Regions from separate parts of the Ovis aries genome. Here all the other regions are linked to region 2. Evidence: chromatin contacts called from public Hi-C data. All regions are on one chromosome and are shown on one strand. Each heading gives the region's core, a stretch centred on a gene start, on an enhancer-like site or on the middle of the called end of the contact. The rest is flanking DNA. Distances are from core to core; before and after follow the strand shown.

What was found. Hi-C and Micro-C count contacts between places; a contact is called where the count stands out from the background.
Region 1: a contact with region 2 is called in a Hi-C map of muscle, with 8 times the contacts expected there. The contact joins the enhancer-like site here to the promoter of RNASEH2B in region 2. A contact is called at or near these places in 5 of 16 Hi-C or Micro-C datasets (blood, hypothalamus, liver and 2 more).
Region 3: a Hi-C map of liver shows a contact between it and region 2, with 2.9 times the contacts expected there. The contact joins the enhancer-like site here to the promoter of RNASEH2B in region 2. A contact is called at or near these places in 2 of 16 Hi-C or Micro-C datasets (liver and skin fibroblasts).

The regions. Positions count from the first base shown.
Region 1 is chr10:19,758,999-19,762,456 of ARS-UI_Ramb_v3.0, reverse strand. LOC105608011 (a long non-coding RNA gene) reads left to right here. Exons shown (of 6, transcript XR_006060930.2): 4 at 1,918-2,100; 5 at 3,453-3,458. Among named protein-coding and RNA genes, the nearest start is that of SPRYD7, 13 kb to the right of the region's middle. Within about 2 kb of position 1,521, at least 38 of the 54 cell types and tissues checked have an H3K27ac peak or open chromatin away from gene starts, as enhancers often do. A contact at or near this core is called in hypothalamus, liver and muscle, where this site is marked.
Region 2 is chr10:20,676,960-20,680,393 of ARS-UI_Ramb_v3.0, reverse strand. RNASEH2B (ribonuclease H2 subunit B) reads right to left here and starts at 1,843. Exons shown (of 11, transcript XR_006060939.2): 1 at 1,501-1,843.
Region 3 is chr10:19,899,660-19,903,074 of ARS-UI_Ramb_v3.0, reverse strand. No RefSeq gene overlaps it. Among named protein-coding and RNA genes, the nearest start is that of TRNAR-UCU, 69 kb to the left of the region's middle. Within about 2 kb of position 1,679, at least 48 of the 54 cell types and tissues checked have an H3K27ac peak or open chromatin away from gene starts, as enhancers often do. A contact at or near this core is called in liver, where this site is marked.

The DNA.
Region 1 (3,458 bases), core at 272-2,771, 920 kb after region 2:
GATGACTTTTCTGCACCCTGGAAACCAGAGCCTCACCTGGAATCATAATGTAAAGCTTCAGACTCAATCTGGTGGACAGGTTCACCACTCACACATTCTTTCTCACATCTTTATCATTTATTACCTGATAGATTTTCCCTAAAAAAGATATTATTAAAGGCCAACCTCAAACCTTTTAAAAAGTACCTATGAAATGTGATCTACATTCATGATTAAGATAGTGTTTTCAAAATTTTATGAATTTTATTTAACAATTATTATAGTACTTTTTTATGTACCAAGTATAATCCTAAGAGCTTTACAAAATTAACCTATTTAATCCTTAAACTAATGAAACATTTACTATTATTAACCTCATTTGTAGGTGAGAAAATTAAGTCACAGAGAGGTTAAGTAACTTACACAAGGTCACACAGCTAATAAGTGACAGAACCAAGAAGTCAAACCCAGTGACATTGTGTGCTGAGGTCACTAGGCTATGCTGCCTCTATAAAGGGCCTGAAAAATAGATAGATAGATGTGCCGTGCTGTGCTGTGGTTACTCAGTCATGTCTGACTCTTTGTGACCCCGTGAACTGTAGCCTGCCAGGCTCCCCTGTCCAGGGGATGTCCCAGGCAAGAACACTGGAATGAGTTACCCTGTCCTTCTCCAGGGGATCGAACCCAAGTCTCCTGCATTGCAGGCAGAGATAGATAGATTTTTAATATATATTTATCATATATAAAATATATACTGTGTGCTCAGTAGCTCAGTCATGTCTGACTCTTTGCAGCCCCACGGACTGTAACCCACCAGGCTCCTCTGTTCATGGAGGTTTCCAAAGGAATGGGTTGCCATTTCCTACTCCAGGGGATCTTCCTGACCCAGGGATTGAATGCACATCTCCTGCATCTCCTGCATTGGCAGGCAGATTCTTTACCACTGAGACACCTGGGAAGCCCCATAAAATATATACTATATGCATATATTTTTGTGTGTAAATGTTATATTTTATACATGTACATATGTATATATGTGTGTGTGTATGTATATATGAGAGAGAGCAGGATTGTAAGTGCAGTTTTCCAAATGGCCCTCTTTTGGGGTGTTTTCAAAGCATGGCTAAAACCCAGAAAAGCTCTATATAATTTTTCTGTAGCTACATCCTCTTGCAGAGGCTAGAGGACTGGATTCATAAATGTCGGCTTCTCCTCTGACAAATGAGGTAGCTAAATCAGAAGAAATAGTTCGTCAAGTGAGTGTAAGAAGCGTCAGAATGCAAAATTATTATTTCCTGGAAGGCTGACCAGGTAATTTTCCTCTTTAGATCTAACTCTGGGAGGTGTCCTGACTCAGTATTCAGTAAGCTAACTCCGGACTCTTCTTGTGCCTTTTGGACTAAATATAATGCGAGTTTGTTCTGTTCAATAGTTCATATTCTAATACTTATATGCAGGTATAAGTTTAAATTTCTAGGGTCTCACGCCTGCCGATTCACGAAAAAGGTAACGCTCAAGTAAACAAGTGGGGCGTTCTAGCTACTGGTGCAACTGCGCCCCCTGCCGGCGCTTGGCCGGCCAGCCGGCCTCATCAGGGGGGCTCTCCCGCTCCCCCCAGCACAGCGCAAACTTTTAGCCCTTCCCCTCTTTTGCAGCTTTCCAACCAAGCCAAACTGGCTTAGCGCTGCCCTAAGCTAAGCACAAGTGCACTTAGCGCTGAGCATCGAAGGTAAATCAAAGCCTCGCAGCCTTAAAGTATCTCACGGTCTATCGGGGCACACCCGAAGCAGCCCATTAGAATGCAGCTGCAGCCGCCTCCTGTCCCATACGTTTGCAACCACAAGTGGCACGCCAGAGCCTGAACCAAACAGCATAGTACAATGCCCTTTTGTTGGAAAGGAGGACTGTGACTCACCCCATCATTTTCTGTGTGCGCAGAAACCACGGCCTGCACAGGAGCGACCGGGCCAATCGGTCGGTGCTTCGCTGAAGCCCCAGGTTACCTGGAAGCTGTCCCAATAGCGAGCTCTCCAGAGTGGGCGCCAGAGGGACTGCACAGAAAACTCACGATTAAGGTTAACAGGGGCCAGGAGGAGATCTATGCATTCGGATATTAAATTAGTAAGTAACAAGTGCATTAAAAATATGTGACTAAGACCTCTGATGCATTAGTAACAAGATGCTAGCTTAGCTTCCCAACTAGACTTTATTGGATTTTTTTAAAAACAGAATTTTATCTGTTTGTGTTTTTCAAACTAGGCCAAGAGGCCTCCTCGATTTCTAAAATACAAAAATTGTTTCTGTTCCTCTTCTCAAACCAAATCAGACTCTGGACACACCCAGCAGCTCACTGTGTCTTTTAGTTAACTCTCTGTCGCCTTTCACTTTAGAGAAAGTTCTGCTGGTAACAAAACCTGCTATACTAGTCAAGAGGGAAAAGGACTTGAAGGAAAAGGAAGAACATGTTTTTAGTAATTGTTGTCAAAACATATGAGGATAAGAAGTAAAAGAAGTGGAGAAATATGCCACTCCATGCAGGAGTCACTCTGGACAAGTGTTTCCGAGCTATGGCCTATAGGTCAGCCATCACGGCAACCGAAGAAGAATGTAATTACAAATGAGGACCTGTGAGGAATCTCTAAGACGGTTCCCACAAAGGGTACAGTGGAGAAAAAAAAAAAATCTGTGCAAACGAAGAAAGGCAACACTGGAACCTCATGAGAGCAGAGAAGAAGAAAAAGGTGAAAAGGGAGAGAGAATGAGGTGGGAAGCAGAGAGAAGGGGTGACTGTGAGGAGCCACAGGCAGGCTGCATCAGGGTGAACATCTCACGTTTATAATTTAATGTAAATAATGCACGGCTTTGTAAAAAAGCAGGCAAGGAAAGAAGAACTTCAGTGTCCTCATACACATACACACAGAGTCAACATGTGAAAATGCAGACAGTGCAGAAGAGCATAATGTAGAAGTGAAAGTCTCTCCCCCACCAACAAACAGCTATTAATGGCAGAGCAGAGGTGCAAGGGGTCGGGACAGGCAGGAGGCCAGGCAGCCCTGAGACAGCAGCTAGAGGCCAGCCCTGGACATTGTGGTCTAAACCGAAGGCTTTCAGTTAATGGCTTCACGGGAAGCCCTTACACAGGCTTCCCCCACCCCTAAAAATCCTCGCCTAATTCTCAGCAAATGTAAGAACTGTGGCCAAAAAACGACAGCCACCTCCCTATTTGATTTAATCAGAAAAACAAACAAACAAACACACCACCTCTATTTTTATGCATGCCTGATACGTTAAGAATGCACCTGAAGCAAATTTGAACAGAGAGCATTAAGCTTTGTTATGTACTTACACTGAGTGAACGTGTGTGTGACAGACATACAGATGTCACTCTCAGGACCTGGGTCAGGTGGTGTGTGGTAGAAAAAGCCGGCCAGTTACGCCATATTTATATCTCTGTCCTCTGTCCTAATTCACAGGAGGTG
Region 2 (3,434 bases), core at 594-3,093:
TCTGCCTGCCAGTGCAGGAGAGGCAGGTATGATCTGGGCCTGGGTCGGGAAGATCCCCTAGAAGAGGAAATGGCAACCCACTCCAGTATTCTCATCTGGGAAATCCCATGGACAGAGGAGCCTGGCGGGCTACAGTTCATGGGTTCACAAAGAGTCGGACTGGTCATGACCAAATGATTAAACAACAATATATATGTTATATTTCTTTATAAAGGGACAACGATATGTATAATTCTTTACAAAGAGGAAAATTAAACACACACAAAATATCCTTGACAGATTATCCTGTAATAACTTTCAATATCTATCATAAAAATCTTCCCTGATGGCTCAGAAGGTAAAGAATCGGCCTCCAATGTAGGAGACGTAAGAGATTCAGGTTTTATCCCTGGGTCAGGAAGATCCCCTGAAGAAGGAAATGACTACCCACTCTAGTATTCTTGCCTGAAAAACCCCATGGACAGAGGAGCCTATAGTCCAAGGGATCACAGAGTCGGACACGACTGAGCAACTAAGCACATATAAAAATCTAAATTACTGGGCAACTACATCTGTCATCAGAGTATCATTTACTGCAAAAATACTGCATTTGCTGAGCTACATCTCAAAATTAGATACAGAGAAGAATGGGCTTTCCTATATTCAATTACGCCATCAAATCAATGTATCCTTCTATGAAAAGGCCAAAACTTTCTGGCTTGCACTCCCTGGTCCCAAACTCCATTTATTCTGCCACTTCATGCCATCATAGGTGGCAACTGACGTCCATCATCTTTAGCCCCTGCAGGCCTGGATGTGGTCACCATCCCGGGGAGGCTGACAAGGCTGGCTCCAATCCTTAGCTACCTGCCTGAATCTCTCCGAATCACCCCTGTCCTAACCCCCACCACCATGCAGCCTCACAAATCAAGGCATGTCCCAGTGGAGGGAAAGTGTTAAGACAGCACAGCCTTCAGGTCAATGCGAACCTATTGGATTCTAGGTTCCGATCTAGTAGGGCTCAGACGCTAAGACAACTGTCAACTAGGACATACCAAATTACACCCCAAGAGCAGACACCTCCAGGCCTCGCCGCTGGCCCCCAGGTCCTGAACCCGCGCGGCCCTCCCCAAGCCTGCGCCGCTCCCTCCAGGCCACCCGATCCACAAAGAACCCGAACGGGGAAAATCCACTCGGTCTGCTTCTGCGCTTCCGGCTCAGGTTTAAAAAAAAAAAGCGAAACCGAGGGCACTGTGACCAAGAGGAGGAACCACGTGTTCCGGGTGACACTCGGGTCCCCCACGCGCGGCCGCGGGGGCAGGGCCGGGGTTGGCAGCCCCTAGACTCGGCGCTGACTCGCAAACAGTCAGGGTTCGCGCGCGCGCGAGGGACCGCGGGCCGGAGGGGGCGCGCCCCGTCGCCGAGAACCCGCCCGGCGCGCTCTCGGGCAGGGCCGCCCAGGGCAGGAGCCGGGGCCGCGCCCGCGCCCGCGCGCCGCCGCCCCGGGCCCGGCGTGGTTACCTGGGAGCAGGAACACGTGCTGCCAAACGCGAGCCCCCTCCCCGCCGTCCGCGCCGCGCGCCATGCCACTCGTCCGCTCCCGGCGGCCGCGGGCCTCAGCTCTCGGAGCGCGGGCTCGGCGAGACGCGGGTGGCAAATGGCGGGAGAAGGGTCGATTCCGGGAATGCGGCGGGGCCCGGGGCGCGCGGCCGGCCGGGCGAACGTCGTCTCGTTTCCGGAGTCCGCCAGCGGCCCAGATTTCAGAGTTTAAATTGAGCGCCGAGCCCAGGCTGCCGGCCCCCTGGCTCGTCGCCCGCCGGCAGGGAAGGGTCGCGGCCTCTCCCCCCTCCGCGGCTCGGCCAATGGTAGCTGCTCACCCGCGGCGCCCCGTGACGCGGCCCGGGGGCGGGGTCGCCGGGGCCCGGAGGCTCCGGGTCCGCGCTCCCAGCGGCCGTCCGCGCGCGCGGCGGGGCGCGGCCCGGGGAGATCGCGGCGAGGCCGGGTCCCCGGGCCGTGGGGCACCCGGAGGCTGGACGCTCGCCGCCCCAGTAGGCTGGCGGACGCGCGCACACCTGGCCGGACGCAAAGCCTGGCGCAAATTCCTCCTGAGGACGAAAACCGTCCGTCACACCCGAATCCTCATGCCGCTGTTCCTCGTCAACGTTTCTGGATAGCGCTTGCATTCTGCGTTGGAATTAATGCCAGAATCTGGTGTGCTTTGTGATTCTTGACAAAATGCATGCAAAGCAGACCTCAAATTGGGGTTGGTCCTCATTACTCCAAAGAGGGGCACAGTTTGAGGCCCAAAATGTACATTTGTTGTTTTGGAAGACGTTGATTTGTAACAAGTCAAGACTTTTTAAAAGCGATGTTTACAAAGTCAGAGTCATGATATTTACGTATTTAAACTTCTCAAAAATAAAATTTTAATTGTACACGGTTTTAGAAAAGGTACCAAGTGTGTGTCTCCTACTTAAGAATAAGTTTGACACCCTGCTACCCCAGACCCCCAATCCCCCTCCCCCAGGGTAGTTACTGTTATCAGTCTCTTATCCGTTCTTCCAGAATTTTTCCATTCACAAACAAGTTCCTGTGTCTTACTCTTATTTTGCACAGATGAAAGAGTAATATGCATAACTCTTAAGGCACTTAGCGGTTTTTGTTTAATCTTGAAGATAGGTAAATGCTGCAGCACTAGATCATCTCGACCTTCTGAAAAGATTCTGTTTCCATCCTACTTCCCACCAGGGCAGACAAATGCAACTGAAGGTGACTGCACGAAGCACCTGGCGGAGAGGAAGCCTTTCTGGTAGAGGAGGGGCACCCAGAGGCCAGCTCTGGGGCAGGCCGCAGAGAGGTATTGCTCTAGAGCTATTTTCATCTTTCTCTGAACATTCCCAGCCATTGGCTGTTTGAATATGTGTTTTTATGTGGTTGTTTTCACAGTCCAGTTCAGTTCAGCTGCTCAGCCATGTCCGACTCTTTTCGACCCCATGAATCACAGCATGCCAGGCCTCCCTGTCCATCACCAGCTCCCAGAGTTCACTCAAACTCACGTCGGTAATGCCATGCAGCCATCTCATCCTCTGTCTTCCCCTTCTTCTCCTGCCCCCAATCCCTCCCAGCATCAGAGTCTTTTCCAATGAGTCAACTCTTCGCATGAGGTGGCCAAAGTATTGGAGTTTCAGCTTTAGCATCAGTCCTTCCCAAGAACACCCAGGACTGATATCCTTTAGAATGGACAGTACAAAACTATTTTTGTCTGCTTTTCTCTGTTAACATTGCCATAAATACCTTTCCCATGGCATCCAGAACCATCATTGGAGACAGGCTATTTCACACTGCTAACGTACCATGGTTACTCACCCATTCCTTAACTTGCAATATTTAGGTTATTTCAAACAGTTATTCTAAACAATGCTATGAAGTGAAGTAGCTCAGTCGTGTCTGACTCT
Region 3 (3,415 bases), core at 430-2,929, 780 kb after region 2:
CAGATACAGACGAATAGGCAGGGTAGAAAGGCCGGAAGAGGGGCGGCCGGAGCCTTTCACTAAGTTGGAAGGAAACCGAGAGAGAAGTTTCGAGATCCGGGATCCGGCTCCCACCCCAAGCTCTGAGTACCATCAGGTGTGAGGGGGCACCAACGCCCAGTCCCATTTGCTGCTCGTCCACTCAGCTCTGCGCTTTGGAAAAACCCAGCAACCACTGCACAGGCTCGCTTCACTTTATCTCGCCTCTCTCTTAATGGTGAGCAAAGCACATGTATCCTAAACTGATGAACTCATGGACTAAGGTCTCCCCCTTAAAGGAAAAAAAAAAAAAAAGCCAAACTTGGAAAGGTTTCTCAAATAGAGGTAAACTTGTTGCTGCCCCGAGTGGCCCGTGCGAAAGCTCTCCTAGGTTTGCACGCGCCCAACGCAGGGCCCGGAAGCTCCGCTCCCGGGCAAGGGCCGGGGCAGAGTCCCGCCCTCCTCCCCCGGCGGCCTGCACTTGAGCCCGAACGAGGGTGAGTGCGAGGGAACAGTCTCTCCAAACTCCTTAGAAAATAACTCTTGCAGACTGTTTACCACAGTGTCCAACTGCCCGGAAAGGTCCGACGCGTTTCCTGCACTCGTCCCAGCTCAGTTCGAACTTTTCTCCACCCGTGATCTGAAGGGCTAAATTATTTTTATTCCGACTCTGGAAAGTTAAACTAAGATCTAAATAAATCACTAAGGGAAATGACCGGAAGCTGCGAAGGTAAATTACACTCAAACCAGCTACTTGCACTTGTTTTATTTTTTTTTTTTTAATAAGGCCTTCCTCTAGTATTGACCGCCCTCCTTGTTTACATCGAGCTCAGGAACAGAAGCTTTAGGCCAGCAAGGGAGCTCAGTTTCATTTCGGGGAGTATGCCGGGGCCTATCACTTCGTCATCAGGTTTGAGAAGAAAGTTCAAATGTTTTTTGTCACAGATCTAGCTTCCAGTAACTCCTCAGAAACTCCAGTACCCCCACGGCGGCTCAGGTCTGCAAAACTCCTCGGTCCGCAGAAGTCCGGGAGGCAGTAAGTTGAGCTCGCGCGACGCCCCGCTGCACCTGCGGAGGAGGCAGGGCGTCTCCGCGCGTCTCGGAACGGCCGCACCGTACTTCCCGCGCTCCGCCCGCCAGCCTTCGGGCGGCCGCCAGCCACCCCGGCGTCCCTCGGTCCCCCGCCCGCAGCCGATCGTGCGGGGGAGAAAAAGGGAAAGGGGGACTGGCATCCCCTCGTCTGGGGAAGCGGCCGCGCGAGGGCCCAGTCAGGCCCCCAGCTTGCAGCGAGGCCCGAACGCGCGCACACTCGGCGACCAGGGCGGTGGCGCTCCAGAGATCGGGCGGGGTGGTGGTGGCGGGGAGGTTTGAGGAGGGCGGAAGCGCCGATGGCTGGCGAGCACTCTCGAGAGTCGCGGACCCCGGGTGACTAGGGTGCGGGTGCCCACGCTGTGCGCGACGCCTGGGTCACTGGCTGGAGCCCAGGAGCCAGGCGCACAGCTGAGCGAGGCGGCCGCCGCCACGGAGCCTGGGGGGCGGCGCGGAGCCCCGGGGAGCTGGTTTTCCCGGGCGGGCACGTGACGGGGTTGGCAGCGCTCTGGCCCGGGCAGGGAGGAGGGGGAGGCGGCGATCGGGAGGCCGGGGGCGGGCGGGCGGCTGGCGCGCTGTGTACTTAGGTCGTGTGCTGGGGCTTTTCTCTCCCAGGAGCCGGCTGGAGGAGGGGAGGGGGGAGGGGCCACCGCTCCGCCTTCTCCTTTTCGCAATGTTGACGCAATCTATAAATAGTGGAACAAAAGGACCAACTTCCTCGGAGCTTTGCTGAAACTGCACAAAAAAATCGAGCTGGGGGGTTCCCTGTTCCCTGGCGATGGGGCGGGGAGCGCGGCGCCCGGGGGAGGGGGCGGGCGCGGCAGCGCGGGCCCCGCCGAGGGGGGACACCTGGCTGAGGCATTGCCGCCGCCGCCGCCGCGCCTCTCCGCGCGAACCCAGGGCTCCGGTCCCTGCGCGGGCTCGAGAGCTCGCCCGGATCGGGGGGTCTTCCTCCTCCACCGTTGACAGGTCAGTCCGCACCGCCCCCTTTCTACACTGGGTTTTCTCTTCCCTCCCCCAAGCCTCTACTTTTAGAAGGGAATAAAGGGGGAAAAAATTAGAGCGAGGCGCAGCAGTGACAGCCACCCAATCTGGAAGCCTAGCAGTGCACGGCGGGGTGGCCGAGGGGCTCCGGAGACGGTCAGCGCCTGGCCCCCCTCGTCGTACAGCCGGTGGCCGCGCCGCGGCCAGAGACGAAGCCAGGACTAGCTTGCGCCGCCCAGGCGGCGAGGAGAGTGGAGGCGGGAGCGCCGCGGGGGCGCGGGCGGGCGAGCGAGCGGTCGACGGCGGGCTCCCTGCTGCAGCTCCTGCTTGGGATACCGAACCCCCAGGGAAGACGCGCCAGGACCAGGGGGCTGCTGAGCCCAGCTCGCCCCCTCGGAGCTCGGAGCTCGGACCTAGCGTCCCCACCTCGTCCCGCGCAGCTGCTGTGGGAGGGCTGAGTGGAGAAGCGCTGTCGCCGCACGCCACCGCACACTCCTGGCTCCGGTGCCCACGCGACCCGCCGCGCCGGCGACTGAGGGGAGGGGGGCGAGGTGAGGACAGAAGGCAACGCTTTCCTCCGGGGCGCCCGGACCCAAGCGCGAGCGCTCGCCGCGCCGCCGTGGCGGTTACACTGGGCGCGGGGGAGGGGGCGGAGCTGGCGCTGTTGACAGCCGCGCTGGAGCGGGGAGGGCGAGAGCTGGGGAGAAGCTGGTGGGGGAGGGAGCGCGCGCGAGCGCGCGCGGGGTTCGGCTAGGAGCGGGGGTCACGTGACGGGCAGACGCCCCCGCTACAGGCTGACAGTAGGGATGACGTCACCGTCCCCTGACTGCAGGGGGTGGCACTTCCGTTCCCCCCCCACCCAGCCCCCTAAGCGGCGGCTGCAGCCATTTCGAAGTGTGGGAGTGGGCGGGCAGGAGACGGGTGGAGGGGGTTTTCGTTGCTGCCCCAGCTCCTGGCTTCATCCCCAGCTGCCCGGAGCCCGGGCCCAGAGCGGTGGCTGAGGCCGCCCTCCCCCGACGCGCCCCATTGTGTGAGCGGGCGGGCGGCTCCGCGCGGAAGCTGGTGCCGGCCCCCTGCGGCTCCCAGCTCCGGAGGGGGCGGGGACGGCCCCGGACGGTCAAGGCCAAGTCTTGGCCGCGTCCCGAGAGCGCCCAGCGCGCTCCTGAGGTCCGACTCTCAACTCCAGGCTGGGACATAGGCTGCCGTGCCCGCGTTCTCCGAAAGCCGGGTGTTTGGAGACCCCGCTCGGCGGCGCAAGCCTAGCGTCCAGCCTCGCGGGTGTGTGACAGGCGTTTGTCACCGTTCCGGAGCACTCGATTCCAGC